2 separate regions of the Rattus norvegicus genome follow, and region 2 is linked to region 1. A link is a contact called in public Hi-C data. All regions are on one chromosome and are shown on one strand. Each heading gives the region's core, a stretch centred on a gene start, on an enhancer-like site or on the middle of the called end of the contact. The rest is flanking DNA. Distances are from core to core; before and after follow the strand shown. Region 1 holds the start of Zfp184 (zinc finger protein 184). Region 2 holds the start of H2ac4 (H2A clustered histone 4).

Region 1 (3,752 bases), core at 432-2,931:
ATTAAAGAATGATAAACAGTGATCTGAGGCAGAATTGGGTCTCTTAACTGTCTCACTTGGTATTCTTAGGTAAATATTTAAGCTCATTGCATAACAAATTCTATTTCCCACCCAACAGTATACCGCAGTTAACCAAATGCCTGCTACCTTATCAAAAGGATCGTCATTCCCTTAGCTTCTACTTATCTGTTATTCATTTCTGACCGTAATAAACTACCTATTTAGAAATACACTCACATATTTCTAAATTAAAAGACTTGGGGAGAGGAGGACAAGTTTAGATTTATCGGGGAAAAAATCAGTGAAAAATAGTTTCAGTATACTCCATCTCTCCTCTTTTTCCAATTCCGCTATTGTTAACTTCTCGTATTCCCACGGCAACTTGTTATCACGATAAGCCAGAAATGGTAAGTTATTATTAATACCATATAGTTCACACTAGGGCTTGCTCAGTGCTGTACATTCTTCGGGATCTGACATATTTATATATTTCACTGTCCCCAAAGTCCCCTTTGTTCAAAGTACCCTCCAAATCCCTAGCAGTAGGTGGTTTTTACTTGTTCTTTACTACTCCCTCCCAGTGCTATATAGATGAAATTGTACAGTATGCAGCCTTTTTCAGATTGACTCATTTCACTCAGTAATATACATATTGCATCTATGACTCTAGATCCAAGGGTTCCCGCATCCTTTTCTGGACACGGAAACATGCCCTTTCACATATGTGCCCAAACACAGACACATAAAACAAGTCTTTTTTAAAAACTAAAACACATGACTGCTGTTTGCATTCTCTTTTTATCTAATGTCTTATTGCAAGCATTTCTCTAAGTATAATTCCCTTTCCTTGACTTTTTCATGTATAGCATTATCATTTCTAGGTCTGATGCTTTCAGTTAAGGAGGGGAGCCACTTTAGCACGTCTGTAAATAACCGGGGAGGAACAGAAGCCCTTAGTTGAGTGAGCCCCACCTTTGAAGCAAAAAGCCTATTTGTTGTAGTCTTTTGTGTACGTCAAGGGCACCGATGGATTTGCTTTAAGCGCTACGCAAAGAAAACTGCAGAGAGCACTGCTAAAACGTAAAATACTGTACCACCACCTCCTCCCAGTTTCTTTAGCATTAAAAAAATGTTGAGTCGTTTTTCGAAGACATGAAAACGACAAATATTTTCAAAACGACAAATAACATATAAAAGAGAATGCAGATCAGGTAATAAAAAGTAAGGTTGAACGGTGAAATGTATGCTTGCGTTTTGAAATCCTCAGTGTGGGAGGCCAGATCCTTCGGAGGTGAAGGTGGATCAGGAACATGTACATAGCAAGTTCAAGATCAGCCTGAGGAGATGAGACTCTGCCCCAAGATCTCCGCGCAAAATCCTGCGGGTGTGTGAATATAGGTCACAAACGCTGTATATGACTCCCTCTGCTCACAATCCAAACTACCAGACACAAACGGTAGGCAGGTGCAAACTCCCGAGCCACCAGGAGGAACTATAGCATTAGTAGAAACTTGGGGAAAGTAATTCAGAAGCACTGCGCGCTGCATTCTGGGAATTGTGGTCCTTTGTGCTCCCCGGTGAGGCGTGCGTGTGTATTGAGGAGAAGGAGGGAAAAGAAGGGAAAGGGTCTACCCGACCGGAAGTGACCGCTAAGTCGATTGTGGGCGTGGAAAGGGGTGGGTGTTTGGCTAGATCCACCGTGTAAACCCATTACGAGAGTTTTGGGGAACCAGGATCCTTGGGAGTGCGTCATTAGACTGGAGTCCAGGTATCACCATGGCAACCGCCAGCGCCTTGGGAGTGTGACGTCACCTTGCGGGATCTCGTAATGCGGCCTGCGCGGGAGGAAGCCAGGGAGTCGGAGAAGGGGGCGCGCCTCCCGTCGGCGTTGCCGCGGGTTCCCCAAGGCTTTGTTCCTTTGTTCTGGGCCGGGCTAGCTGAATGCGGGGTAGCCCGCCTTTCTGGTGTGCCCCGCAACTGGTGCGTCTGGTCGCCAGGGGAAGTAGGAGATCGCAGACCCTGTGGAGGGCGGGTGGCCAGACTCTAGGTAGGCGCCCAGTTTCAGCTGCAGCAAGGTAGAGCTGCTCGCTTCCTACACACTTTTTGTTTCTTGTAGTAACCCTCCCAATCCTGTACTTTCCGTTCTTGGACAGGACCTCCTGACTACTCTGTAGGAGTCTGAGGTGCGACTGTAAGACGTGTGCTGTAAAGTGAGTGCATCCTGTATCTGGTAGGCCAATCTCGGAGAGATTAAGATACCACTCTGGAAGGAGAGCTGGACATCCGAGCCCCAAACTGAAGCTGCCTAGGTATCCACGTGTCCCAAGTTCTAGCGGAAAACATAGCGCTCCTGGGATGGCAGGTAATGGGAATTACCAGGGCAGAGAGGACTGGTGTAGGGCGAACTGAAAGGTGGGAAGAGGAAGTAATGTGGCTAGGGGTAAAGTAAAGAAACCTAATTACACCATCGAAAGAGACTTGGAAGAATTAATTCTGAGTTCTGGACGTGAGAATTTGAAAAGGAAAAACAGTTCAGAATATCTGATCCTCTTGACATTTCTCTTTTATTACATTTTCGAATAAAAAACTATAGTAAAAAAAGTGTTCTAATTTTTTAATGCAAAGATTAGTTTCGAAATATTTTGCAGATAGCAATTTTCAAGCTTGTGCCAGTGCAAGTGTGTGTGGCCTTAAACTCACCATTTTGGGTGCAAATGTTTCCTTGTTTTTTAGTTCCTTTTACTAAAAGTGCCTGTTCCCTGTCAAGTAGCCTATGTATGATAGGTCCATATAAGATCGCTGGATTTCTTTGAGCAGTCTTTTCCTAGTTAGCATATTTCTTACATTGCAGTGCCTAAAACTAAGCATAGTTCTTTAAATGTCCTTTTAAAAATTCCTAACAGTATGATCTATTACTATTTTTCCCCTCATCAAATTTTTTTTTTTTTTTTTAGATTTTATGTGTATCAGTGTTTGCTTGCATGTCTTTACTCTCATTAGGTATGTGAGTGTGTCACTAAATAAACTCAGAGACCCACAAGTTTTTTCTTCCTTAGTGCTGGGATTAAAGGCATGCAATATGTTTACTCATGTTTTATGTGCAGCAGAGAAGAGTCAGCAGGAATGTCTTGCTTCATTAATGAGGACCTCACATTTCTCTTTATGAGCCATATGAATAGTTAGGTGTCAAGAGAAAAGCTGAATATTAAGGCAGTGTTTTAGTTTTGTTGTTTGCTTGCTTGTTTGTTTTTTCTTTTCTCCTGAGAAGGCTCAGGATGGTAGAGGCCTCAGTTGAAACTTTTGGGGGTGGGGGTGAGTCGGGGATTCTGACATATAAAGGAAGGGGAGAGACATAGTTGTTATTTCCAGGGAAAAAAGTAAAACCTTTTTCTGGATTGCTGGCAGCAGCAGATCTGGTTCTATTCAGCGTGGCCTCTTTTTCCTCAGGTCTGTCCTTTGCAGACTCTGCCAGTCTCCATGAGGGACATCTTCTACTCCCACCATCTAGTTTTCTGGTAAGTTGAGATTTTCCCAAGTGCCATGTCCCTTCTCAGAGTAATGTATGTTTATTGTCAAATATGTTGACTCACAAATCATTGTTGGCGAGCCTTCTCTGGACTCTCATCTGTCCTGTGATCTCACCTGGACCCTGCTCTGCTTCTGCAGCTTCAGCAAGCATTCACCATTTACCTCTTACCCAGTATCTTCTAACACTGCTGGGGTTGGGGAAGAAGAAACACAACATAAGTCTT
Region 2 (3,752 bases), core at 803-3,302, 200 kb before region 1:
GCAGAAGGACTTCAAGAAAATGAGTAGAAATGAGACATGGTTTCACATGTCCAATAACCCTCGGACCCCTGTGAGCAACTGACATAAACTGTCTTAGAAAATCTTCGGTTGTCGTTTTTCCTATAATTTTAACAAAATGCAGACTTTTAAAATGAGAATGTGAAATAATAGCAGGTTGAAATAAAATATGGTGTTAAGTGTGGTGACAGATTAAAGTGTTCTCAGTGTTCTCCCCACTTGGAGAGCACATGGTCAGGTCTTCTCTGCGATATGATTGTATTTGGAGACAGGATCTTCAAGGAGCTAATTCACAGGCTGGAGCTGCAGGTCAGTGACTGCCCACTTGCCTAGTAACTTGCCTTCAGTCCACTTCCATTAAGAAAGGTCCTAAGAGTGAAGCCCTTACTAGAGAGACACAGAGCTGAATAGGTAGGGCACAACATGAAGGCAGACACCTGCCAAGTCTGAGAGAGAGACCTCAGGAGAAGCCATATCATGTCTACCTGCTCATGACTTCAAGAAAATATCTATTGCCTATGTTATGTTTCCTATGCAACCCTGTCACTCTAATGTTTTAATAATACATTTGGGTATGATGAAACACTGGAAAATGTCAAAGAAGAAATTATTGACAGAAATCGAAAACTATAAATCATGTCTCTAATATTTTCAATTATTTTATAATGTCTTAATTTGATTTTGTGTAGTTTTCTGACTAGACTCTCCCTCTATGTTCACAGGTCTCATCTGTCTTGCCTCGGCTCCTTCAGTCATGGTCCGGTGACTCTTGAGAAGTTAATGTAACTCTTATAACGTTACCAGGAAAAAAAAAAAACACTAACACTATTGAAACTCACTGGTCACAGGATAATGAAGCATTTCTAGACTGGATTTAAAAAAAACAAGGCCATGGGTTTGTGATTCTGTTGTTGCCACAAGATGGCAGAAAAGAGCGGCACATTTCAGAACACTGCAAAATTAGGCTAATCCTTAGATATCCCTCACCTGTCCTGTTTTAATTGCACGCTGGAAGTCTTCATGCAGGGGCACTGCGGTCATCTACAAAACATGACTTACTGGACAAAGTAGATGAGGTAACGGAGAACATTAACATCATGAATCAAAAATGAATTTTGGGGCTGTCGGGATTGTGGAGTTGCACTACCTGGGTGGTGCATGGAAGCCCCACAAATATTGGGAGCTAACCGGCGCTTTTAATTCACCTCCAACTCCAAACTCAGGTGAATTAAAATGCAGTTTTCCTTCCTGCTGCTCAAAGACCCAGATCCTCCAAACTCACTTCCTTTGTTACCCTACAAGGCTAAAGAACTGCCTTAAATAACACGTGCTGCAGTTATCCCTTAGGAAATTTGTGGGTGGCCTTTGGGTTTGTTGTGAGCGCCCGCGCTCACTTGTAGCTGGTCTACTTGGTGACGGCCTTGGTGCCCTCGGACACCGCCTGCTTGGCCAGCTCCCCGAGTAGTAGCAGGCGCACGGCCGTCTGGACCTCCCGGGACGTGATGGTCGAGCGCTTGTTGTAATGAGGCAGGCGCGACGCCTCGCCCGCGATGGCTCGAAGATGTCGTTCACGAACGAGTTCATAAATGCCCATGGCCTTAGAAGAGATGCCAGTGTCCGGGTGCACTTGCTTAAGCACCTTGTACACGTACACCGAGTAGCTCTCCTTGGGGCTGCGCTTGCGCTTCTAGCCGTCCTTCTTCAGCGCCTTGGTCACGGCCTTCTTGGAGCCCTTCTCTTCGGGCCGGGGGAGGACTTCGCGGGTTCAGGAATGGCGAAAAAAAACAACCAACCAAAAGGAAATAGAACCGAACAACTGTACTGTCTCTGCACAGGCTGATTTTAAAGAAACTTGTGGCTTTGGTTAGCGCGAACTAGCAATCGTCATCCACTAAATACCCAATCATAGCAAGGGTTTGTCAAACCAACTGTGTTATTGGTCTAGGTGAATAGTTCCATGTAACCAATGAAATTGCTACTTTTTCACGCCCTGCGTTGAGTATAAATGGCAAAGCATAGCTGTGTCATCTCTCACTGAGTATCCTTCAGTGGATTCTACCTTCCAGCTCTCTACAATGACTGGACGTGGTAAACAAGGTGGTAAGGCTCGTGCCAAGGCCAAGACCCGCTCCTCCCGGGCCGGCCTACAGTTCCCCGTGGGTCGTGTGCACCGTCTGCTCCGCAAGGGCAACTACTCGGAACGGGTGGGCGCCGGCGCCCCGGTGTACCTGGCGGCCGTGCTGGAGTACCTGACGGCCGAGATCTTGGAGCTGGCGGGCAACGCGGCGAGGGACAACAAGAAGACGCGTATCATCCCGCGCCACCTGCAGCTGGCCATCCGCAACGACGAGGAGCTCAACAAGCTGCTGGGCCGCGTGACCATCGCACAGGGCGGTGTCCTGCCCAACATCCAGGCGGTGCTGCTGCCCAAGAAGACCGAGAGCCACCACAAAGCTAAGGGAAAGTGAGACCCTTTATACAAAGCACTATCACCAAAGGCTCTTTTCAGAGCCACTCACTTTCTCCAAAAAGAATTGGACGCTGCCAAAAATGTTGAATTGTAGGAATTTTTGTGTTTTGCCCCGTCATTAATTTTTGAAAACAATTTTACCTCGGTTGTATCAAGGGTTTCTTTTCCCCATACATATAAGCTAAATATTCTTTGTGTAGTTCCTAGGGCTCCTGGAAGAATTCTCTGGCCCAGTAGTACACAAAAGCAGACCCACCCTTTAGTTCGAGGTCTCTACTCTGCAGGGTGAATCCCAAGACAGGACTACACAACGAATTGTCTCGAGAAGTGTTCCTTTTACACTTGGAAGAGCACACACTAGAAAACAACTAATCACTGTACAATTCTCACCTTAATACTGCTTACGTGCATGATTGACAAGTCCTTATTGCCATTTGACAAGTACAAGATCAGCTAAGGGTGTTAAATCATTTGGTTACCATCACAGCTAATAACGTTTCCACTAGACCTCCCCACCTCGCTCTGCAAATCCCAAGGGGTCAATACCTATCTTGTAGGTATCTTACTACACATCTTTCCATATAATCTAAAACAGGAAAAAATGTAGGAAAAGTGCTTTTAATAAACAATACATTGATCTCCACGATTATTCAGCGGGATTTCCTTTTCAATGAGGAAATTGCACACTTGCTTAAACACAAACCCTCATCAGACTCAGAAAACAAAAGAACTCACCAGCCAATTATGTTGTTCCTGCAGCTATTTTGACCAATCAGAATCCAGCCGCCTGTATAAATGTGGCCGTGAAGCTTTTTCTTTTCTCCTTTCACTTTCCTTTGGGAGGTCAAGACATACTATGGCTCGTACTAAGCAGACCGCTCGCAAGTCCACCGGTGGCAAGGCCCCGCGCAAGCAACTGGCTACCAAGGCCGCCCGCAAGAGCGCTCCAGCCACCGGCGGCGTTAAGAAGCCCCACCGCTACCGTCCTGGCACCGTGGCTCTGCGCGAGATCAGGCGCTACCAAAAGTCGACCGAGTTGCTGATCCGCAAGCTCCCATTCCAGCGCTTGGTACGTGAAATCGCTCAGGACTTCAAGACTGACCTGCGTTTCCAGAGCTCGGCGGTCATGGCCCTGCAGGAGGCCTGTGAGGCCTACCTTGTGGGTCTGTTTGAGGACACCAACCTGTGCGCCATCCACGCCAAGCGTGTGACCATCATGCCCAAGGATATCCAGCTTGCCCGCCGCATTCGAGGGGAGAGAGCA

Evidence for each region. Hi-C and Micro-C count contacts between places; a contact is called where the count stands out from the background.
Region 2: a contact with region 1 is called in a Hi-C map of liver, with 3 times the contacts expected there. The contact joins the promoter of H2ac4 here to the promoter of Zfp184 in region 1. A contact is called at or near these places in 5 of 12 Hi-C or Micro-C datasets (frontal cortex, liver, mammary epithelial cells and 1 more) and 1 of 1 datasets of contacts at active chromatin or transcription factors (oligodendrocytes).

What each region holds. Positions count from the first base shown.
Region 1 is chr17:47,297,406-47,301,157 of GRCr8, reverse strand. It overlaps Zfp184 (zinc finger protein 184), which reads left to right and starts at 1,681. Exons shown (of 6, transcript NM_001427199.1): 1 at 1,681-1,768; 2 at 2,154-2,362; 3 at 3,448-3,515. The coding sequence starts at 2,356.
Region 2 is chr17:47,494,427-47,498,178 of GRCr8, reverse strand. It overlaps H2ac4 (H2A clustered histone 4), which reads left to right and starts at 2,052. Exons shown (of 1, transcript NM_001109423.2): 1 at 2,052-2,555. The coding sequence starts at 2,094. The coding sequence ends at 2,486. H4cl3 (histone H4C like 3) reads left to right here and starts at 3,291. Exons shown (of 3, transcript XM_008771773.4): 1 at 3,291-3,673. The coding sequence starts at 3,345. It also overlaps the pseudogene H2bc12l-ps1.